Regions from separate parts of the Rattus norvegicus genome. Here region 2 is linked to region 1. A link is a contact called in public Hi-C data. All regions are on one chromosome and are shown on one strand. Each heading gives the region's core, a stretch centred on a gene start, on an enhancer-like site or on the middle of the called end of the contact. The rest is flanking DNA. Distances are from core to core; before and after follow the strand shown.

Region 1 (3,608 bases), core at 228-2,727:
CAGGGCAATCTTTATTTTCCCTAATTGTATTAGGTTCCACTCCGGAGTCTGCCTGCCTGTAGGGGCACTGAGCAGTCTTCCTAAGAAAAGCTGAGTAAGGCGGGTAGATAGCAGGGGCAGGAAAGTCTCAAGTTTCACTTCTCCCTGCTGAAGGTGCTAAAAAAGACTTGAGGGCAAAAACTGGTCAGTGGGGACCGTCTGGAGTGCTGCTCACGGCTGAACAAATGAAACGGTGACCCGAGCTTTTGGTCCTGTGACAACTAAGCTAGCTGGTTTTGGAAGCTGCAGACTTTCTTCTTTGTCCTTGCACAGGATGCTTAAGCAAATAGAGCAGGCAGCCGCTAGGAGGAACCAGAGCTTTTTCCACCTTCTGCCAGGGCGAGCAGAAATGGCTTACAGCGAGACTCTCCACTAGGCGGGTCCAGGCGGGTGGCACGTTTCCAAGGTCGTGGTTGTGATAAGCTTGCCTTTGCAGCCTTTTAAGAAGAAACAGAGGCAGAGTTGGTTTTTTGTTTTTTTTAATCTATAGAGGCAGAGGAGGTGTTAGCTCCCCCAAGGTGTGCGGGCCACATGCGTATGAGGATGCCTCTCTGTTCCTGTTCTCTGTAGGGTGGAGGCAAGGTGGTGGATCCCAGTGTGCACGCACCTCCCCTTGTGCCCGCTAGCATCAGTGTGTGTGTGTGTGTGTGTGTGTGTGTGTGTGCGCGCGCGCGCGCGCGCGCGTGCACGAAAGTGCGTGCATGGAATCGTAGCTCAGCACGGGCTGATCTGATTAAGGGAGCCTAGGAAGGAATAAATATTCGCCAGCCTCCTAGCTGCTCGTTTATAACCAATCAATTGCTGAAAGGCGAGGGTGACAGCAGCCTGGGCACAAGGGGTGCGGGTCCTCAATCTGTGCATACTCGGGGATAGACATATGCGCGTGTGCATGCACGCACCAGAGGGGCTGCCGCTCTTATTGTCTGCTTCCCTCTGCAGAGAACAAGGGCAGCGGCGAGGGGCCTGCACCCTGGGCTAGCGTTGCGGCCCCAAGCAGGTCACGGGAGGCAATTTCGCGGGTGGGGGAGGGCGGGGGAGACCTTGATTTCCACCAATCCCGGGGCGCGTGTCTGCGGAGTCTAGGGCGCAGCGGAAGGCTGCGGTGCACCGCTGAATGAACTGATGAGAGAGAGTTCTAGGATTGCCTGTGAGGGGCGCGGAGCGAGGGTCCTGGCGGGCGCGGCTGAGGCGCCGGGGGTGGGCTAGCGGTCCCGGGCCACCGTGGAAATTTCCAAGGACTTGGTGTGGCGCGGAGAGCGCATCTGGGGGGTGCCGGGCACCGCGGCGGCGCAGGAGGCGGGGAAAGGGCGGTGCAGGGCGCAGGAGCATCTCTTTCTGGAAGGGACACAACCCGTCAGACGTCCAGGAGCCAGCCGCGCCTCTTCCAGGACCCCAGCCGAGGGCGACCGTGATGCTGCAGTAAGGGCGGGAGCAACCGGCCCCACTGCTCTCAGACCCCTTCAGCGCCCACTGTCTGCAGGGAAAGAGACCAAGGCTCGTGATTTGCCCGGAGGCCACTTCCTCTAGCAAGACATCCCAGTAAAAGTTGCATTGGCGAAGATCCTTGTAGCTGACCTCTGAAGCCGTGGCGTGGGGGTTCCCCAGTCGTGCGTGTGCGAGCTGGAAAGCCAAAGGTGTGTGTGCATGGGGGGCCAGCCACTGGGGCATTCTCCGCTGCCACTTTGCCCGGCGTTGTGCTGAGGCTGCCACCACTGACCCTGGGACACCGAGGCTGCGATGAGCCCCTGCGGGCGGGCCCTACATACATCCAGAGGGGCCATGGCCATGCTGGCGCGGAAATTCCCGCGTACCCGGCTACCCGTGGGAGCCAGTGCCCTCTGTGTGGTGGTCCTCTGTTGGCTCTATGTCTTCCCTGTCTACCGGCTGCCCAACGAGAAGGAGATCGTGCAAGGAGTGCTGGCGCAGCGCACAGCTTGGAGGAGGAACCAGACGTCAGCCAGGCTCTTCAGGTACCTACTATTGGCCGCTGCTCGCCACCAGTATCCTTCCTGCTAGTGTGCAAAGGACAGAGTCCTATGTGAGGCTTCTCTGTCCTGCGCCCTCTGTGCTGTGCCCAACCTAGATAGAGACTTAAGTCAGGGTCTCTGTCTCATCCCTCACGCCAAGAGGTGTTTCAAAGCACCTTTGCGAATCAAAGATTTGTTATTTAGTCCGCGCTGGGTTTTCAATTGACCCATCTCTGTGGGAAGGGAGACCCAGGACAACTTAGAGCCTGTTACTTTCAGAGAATTTATTTCTTAGATTCTGCGGATGTTTGGTGCTAAGGAGGAGTAAGTTAGAAGTAGGTTAAGAGGCGTTCGGGGGCAGTTTGGAACATAAATCAACGGTGCAGGAATGATGGGCAAACCTCGTCACGAAAACCTGAAAACTAGCCAGGCCTTTCCCGTGGCTTTGCGCAGTATGCCCATTGCGAGTTTGGAGTATGCAACCATGACCCACTAAGCTTTGGACCTGCTCGATTTTTGTGTTAACATTTCAACAACTTTTTTGATGACATAATTTCTCTTCTGACCGATTCTGTGGCAGAACACGTTACTAGCCCAAGGTCACTCATTATTTATGACAAAGTCCAGGTGCTGGAATCTTTACCATTTTAATGATCCAGAGCGCCTGTTTACTTTTTGCTTAGACTACGGAAGGAATGTTTGTGGGAGGTGTACATGAGGGAACTTGAACTCAGAAAACAAAACTCAAGGCCAGGTTTGAAAGGGGACAGCAGAGTTCTCAAGCTGATAGTTTCTCCTCTTGGGGAAGTTGCTAATTTGAGGAACAGAAGACAGGTTTGCAGCAGGAGTTGGGGGGCTAGATGCAGCACAGCTAAGAATCTCTTTGTGTGTTGCCCGCATGTTGGGGGAACTGGTGGGTCTCTGACTGGGACTGTGAGGCAGTCAGCCCCTTCTCATCTTCAGCCCTGGTGCCAAGTTATTGCCTTGCTGGCCTTTTCTGGTGGTGGTCTGAGGGAGGAGCTGAGAGACAGGCAAGAGCCAATGGTAAACTTTCCCACTGTTATTTTGGTCCAAAGCAAAATCTTTAAAAATAAATAATTTCCCTCCTTAGGCTCACTTCTGGAAAGGCCAGAGATCGGACAGTTCTTCCAGAATCTAGAGGAATGTTTCCTTTCGGCTGATGCTTCCTTTCAAATTTTCTCTTTCTCCCTCGCCAGACCTTCTTCACTCTGTCATTGTTAGTTTTAAAAGTAATCCCACTGTCCTCAAAAGTACACAGAGATGAATTCTTTTCCAGCTTAGCCGTTCCCGACTGTTGGGCTCTAAGGCAGGTGGGATGCACACCCCTGTGGCTCTGTACAGATGGGAGGCACTTCTGAGTGGCTCTTTACAGAGAGAAGGCATTTCTCAGCTCAAGAAATGGCTGGAAATGAATGAGTAAAGAACTTCCCATTGGCTTGCAATGAAAGGGCCTGTTACATATATCGAAGCCCTGTTAGAAAATAGGTTTCTTTTGAGAGGACACTGTCAAGAGCAGAAGGCTTCACGGTGTGATAAACCGAGGCAAATGGTTTCTGGGACACATTTGCTCCTTGTTGCCTT
Region 2 (3,968 bases), core at 544-3,043, 210 kb before region 1:
TGCAGCACACAGTGCTCCATTCAACAGCTATTAACACTTCTCTACTCACAAATAAATGGAAGGAAATTCCAAGCTTCAAACTTTAAAAGTCGCTGCTTTAAAAAAAAAAAAAAAAAAAAAAAAAAAAATGCGGGTTGCCAGCACTGCAGTTTACCAGGAAGCAACACTGCCTTTAATTAGTAAGATATTTTCCAGAAATAGATTTTATTAAATTTTAAAACCCTCTCAAACAAGTAAGTGAATACATACTATAGGAACAGTCTAACATGAGGGCGACATACAGCAGTACAGCACTTGCCTAGGACTCAGAACAGCCTTTCCTAGCACTGCCCAAAAAAAAAAAAAAAAAAAAAGCTTGTCCTTGAAAGAGATGCAGTCATTGTCCAAGCTATCCATAAAAATCATTTTGAATCCACTATATCCTATATACTTACCCACCAGGCACGCCTTAAATTTCAAAGTCTTTTGTCTAACAAGTTTCTTCCCCAAAACATATGGGTCCCTTTCAGTTGCTCAGAACCCTTCTAACAAGAACCGAAACTAAAACTCAAAAGCCCCTTAGTGTCAGAAACTGCTCTGAGGCCAGATACTATTCATGCTTTAATTATACTAAAAAAATAATAATTTTAGAAAAAAAACGAAATCAATAAGTTCTGTACAAACCCCACAATGTATTGGAGTCATCAAAATGGGGCAGACGACTCCGATAATCCAGGTAAATGTTCCCCCCATTACTGCTCAAATCTAAAACAAGTCCCAGCCGTTAAAATTGTACTAATTTGGCTTGTTTGTTTGCAAGAAAATCCACCTTAGTAATTCCTAAAGCTGTGCACTGAAAATACTAAGACCAATCACGCCAAATAAATTCTGGGTATGGGGGCAGGGAGGGGGGAACATAACTTGCAAGTGCCTTTTTTTCTTAAATCCTAGATTTTCGGGGGGCTTTCTCTCTCCTGAGAATTTTTGTCTTTAAAAATCACTGATTCACGAAAAATATTCCCAGGTCATCGCTCACTCCAACCCAGAGCATTAATTCTTCTAAGACTTTACAAATTTAGAAACACCAACTCAAGCCTTCCAGTAACGCACGGAATAGCGTTCCCTAGCATCCTGGCGTGGGCAGCATCAGGTTCACGGTCATTCCGCTTTGGAACGGAGTTCTCCCGCGGCTCGAAGGATGTAGGAAGATCCCAGGCTGGATAAGGCAGGGATGGGAGGGAAGCGCAGGGGAGGGAGGGCAGCGGAGAGGACCGCGGAAGGCGATGGGCTGCGGGGTCTGGGAGGAGAGGAAGAAGCCCTGGAGCATGACGAGGGCCGCGGCAGCCATCCCCGGGAGCTTCTCCCGGGCTCGGGCAGGCGTCGCTGAGGCAGCGGCTTCGGGAAGGAAACCTGGTGCCCGCCCAGCCTCACCTGCAGGGTCACCTCCCGGGGGTCCCAGTGCGGCCGCAGGTGCTGCAGCAGGCTCAGGGCGCCGTCGCGGCAGCGCTGCTCCTCCTGGTCCTGCACCGTCACGTCGAGCTTCGGCACCTCGGGCGAGCCGGGCGGGACGTGGATGTAATTGGCCATGGCCCAGGCGACGGCGGACACGACCACGACGACCACGGCGACGGCGACCACGAGCGCGGCGGGCGCCGGCAGGCTGCTGGACCCTTCCGTCCCGGGGCGCCCTCGGCGGAGGGCTGCGGCCGCTCGGACGCACGGGCGGGCGGCGGGGGCGACGAGGCGGCCGGACGGGGTGCGCAGTGCAGAGACGCGGAGGGACGGTCGCTCTCGGGAAGATACCTTAGTGCGCTAGACCGCGGGCAGCCGCGAAGCATGCCGGGACTGGCCTGACGCTAGCGTCACGCCGAGGGCGGAGCCTCGGCTGCGTCAGGCGGCCGGCGGGGTGGCGAACCCCGCGGCACAATGGGCGGGCCTCGGGGCTCTGGGGTATTGGGGTCTCGGGGAGCGCGCACCGCCAGGCACTCCGCTACTGTGGGGTTGGCTGGGCTCCTGCACCCGAAGGAGTCCGATCGCTGCCGAGCCCTGCCGGAGCGCTTACGAGCCTTGACGGACCGTGCCGAGCACGGTCGAGCTTTGCCGAACCCTGCCGGGGCTCTAACGAGCTTTGCCCGAGCCCTACCGGAGTCCTACCGATTTCTGCCGAGCCCAGCCGGAGCACTGTCGAGCTTTGCCGAGCCCTTTCGAACTCTTCCGATGCGCTGTGGCGTGCTACCCAAGCCCTGTCCGGCGTAATGAAGCGTCACCTTGCTAGATCACTAGGGTCGTGAGCTCTGCTTACTTAGGGCTGACGTTCTTACGGGACGCAGAAGGCACGTCCTGAAATAACTCTAAATTTAAGCTGTGAGCTTGGCCACAATCCGGCCAAGCTGGATTAATTTGGTCGTCTTGTTCCTGAAGCTCTGTGCACAGAACCACACGCTTGCTTGGTTCAGCAACCAAATTCCCTTTGGCGGTACATAGAAATCACAGTATTTGGAACATTTGAGAGTAAACCGGTGAGTGGTGTGATGACATACTCCTGTTATCCTAGTCCTCAGGTGCCTAAAGCAGGATTGTCGTGAATTCAAAACCAGCCTGGGCTGCATAGTGAGTTCCAGGATTGCCAGGGCTACTTAGTTATCAGCCAATCGATAATAGGGTAAGACGACTGTAACACTCGTTTTAAGCGTCAGATACTTGACCTTGCTGAGAATTATTTAAAGTCAGTAAAATAAGGTAGCGACTAGGAGAGAATTGGAAAGAAAAATAGATTGCTGTCACAGCGCTCCCCGGGACTTGCACGGCAGCATAAAACCTCCAGTAGGAAACCAGATCACCTACAAGTATTTGATCTGCCCTTATGCTTTCCTTTTATGACGGAGACAATGGAGGTGTCCATTCACCTTGGCTTCTGGCTTCCCACGGGCTGAATACAAAGTGAACAATTTGTGAATGGTCAAGTGGTTTATTACCTAGTAGCACACATTTATGTTCTCATTGTTCTGAATGAGCCTACAAACCACTGTAAGTCACAAAACGTAAGTCTGGAATAATGATAAACTTCCTACGCTACAGAGAGGGAAGTCCACTCCTGCATTTTTGCAACATTGTAAGTTGAACAGTTGAACATTTTCCAGACTTGGGTATGTGTTTTTAAAAATCTCTATGGAAGACCCTACTTCCAGTACCCTGCATAAACAAGCAAGCAAGCAAGCAAGCAAGCATGTACACACACCACACACACACACACACACACACACACACCACCCCACTGGGAGGAGGATGTATTACCGGAAACACTAAATTATGTATTCTATCTAATTGAGACTGAAATGACACACTAATATTTCCATGTTCTAAGTGGTATCTCCTTATTAAATCATTGCATTCTAAGAGTTATATGGAATATTTCATAACTAAAACAACTAACACCAAATTAAATTTAAATCAAAAGTAAAACTTTAAGAAATCATACAAAAAGCCAGGCACAGTGGCAGACACCTGTAATCCTAGCACTAGGGAGGCACTGCAGATGGATCCAGAACTCAAAGTAAGGAATTCAAAGTAAATATGAGAGCGAGCCTACTTCAAAAACAAACATATAAATTCTTTTTTCCTTTTTTAAAGAATAAGGATCTTTTTAGGCGTCCCATGACTGACCTGAAACTTGCCTTGAACTCAGAGATCTGCCTGCCTCTGCACTCCTAAATGCTGACATTAAAACCATGTGATACCACTCCAGAAAAAAAAAAATCATTCTTAGAATATTAAGAGGAGCCTAGCACTTCCCAAGAAGATACTCAGCCAGCAAGCAAGCATCTATGGAGAACATAGTCCTGGGTCTATAAGGACTGTAACTTTAAACAACAATGAGAGTCAGCTAAAATGGAAAAGACTAAAACCATCAAATGCTGGTGTCCGTCCACAGTGGGGTGCCACCAGTTACGTCCTTTGATACTGATCTAAATGAGTCAGAAAGTTGGAGG

The links. A called contact is a pair of places that touch in the nucleus more often than the background predicts.
Region 2: a Hi-C map of liver shows a contact between it and region 1, with 1.9 times the contacts expected there. The contact joins the promoter of Etnk1 here to the promoter of St8sia1 in region 1. A contact is called at or near these places in 2 of 12 Hi-C or Micro-C datasets (Schwann cells and liver).

Annotation. Positions count from the first base shown.
Region 1 is chr4:177,649,422-177,653,029 of GRCr8, reverse strand. It overlaps St8sia1 (ST8 alpha-N-acetyl-neuraminide alpha-2,8-sialyltransferase 1), which reads left to right and starts at 1,477. Exons shown (of 5, transcript NM_012813.3): 1 at 1,477-2,009. The coding sequence starts at 1,777.
Region 2 is chr4:177,854,968-177,858,935 of GRCr8, reverse strand. It overlaps Etnk1 (ethanolamine kinase 1), which reads right to left and starts at 1,793. Exons shown (of 8, transcript NM_001107894.2): 1 at 1,411-1,793. The coding sequence starts at 1,566.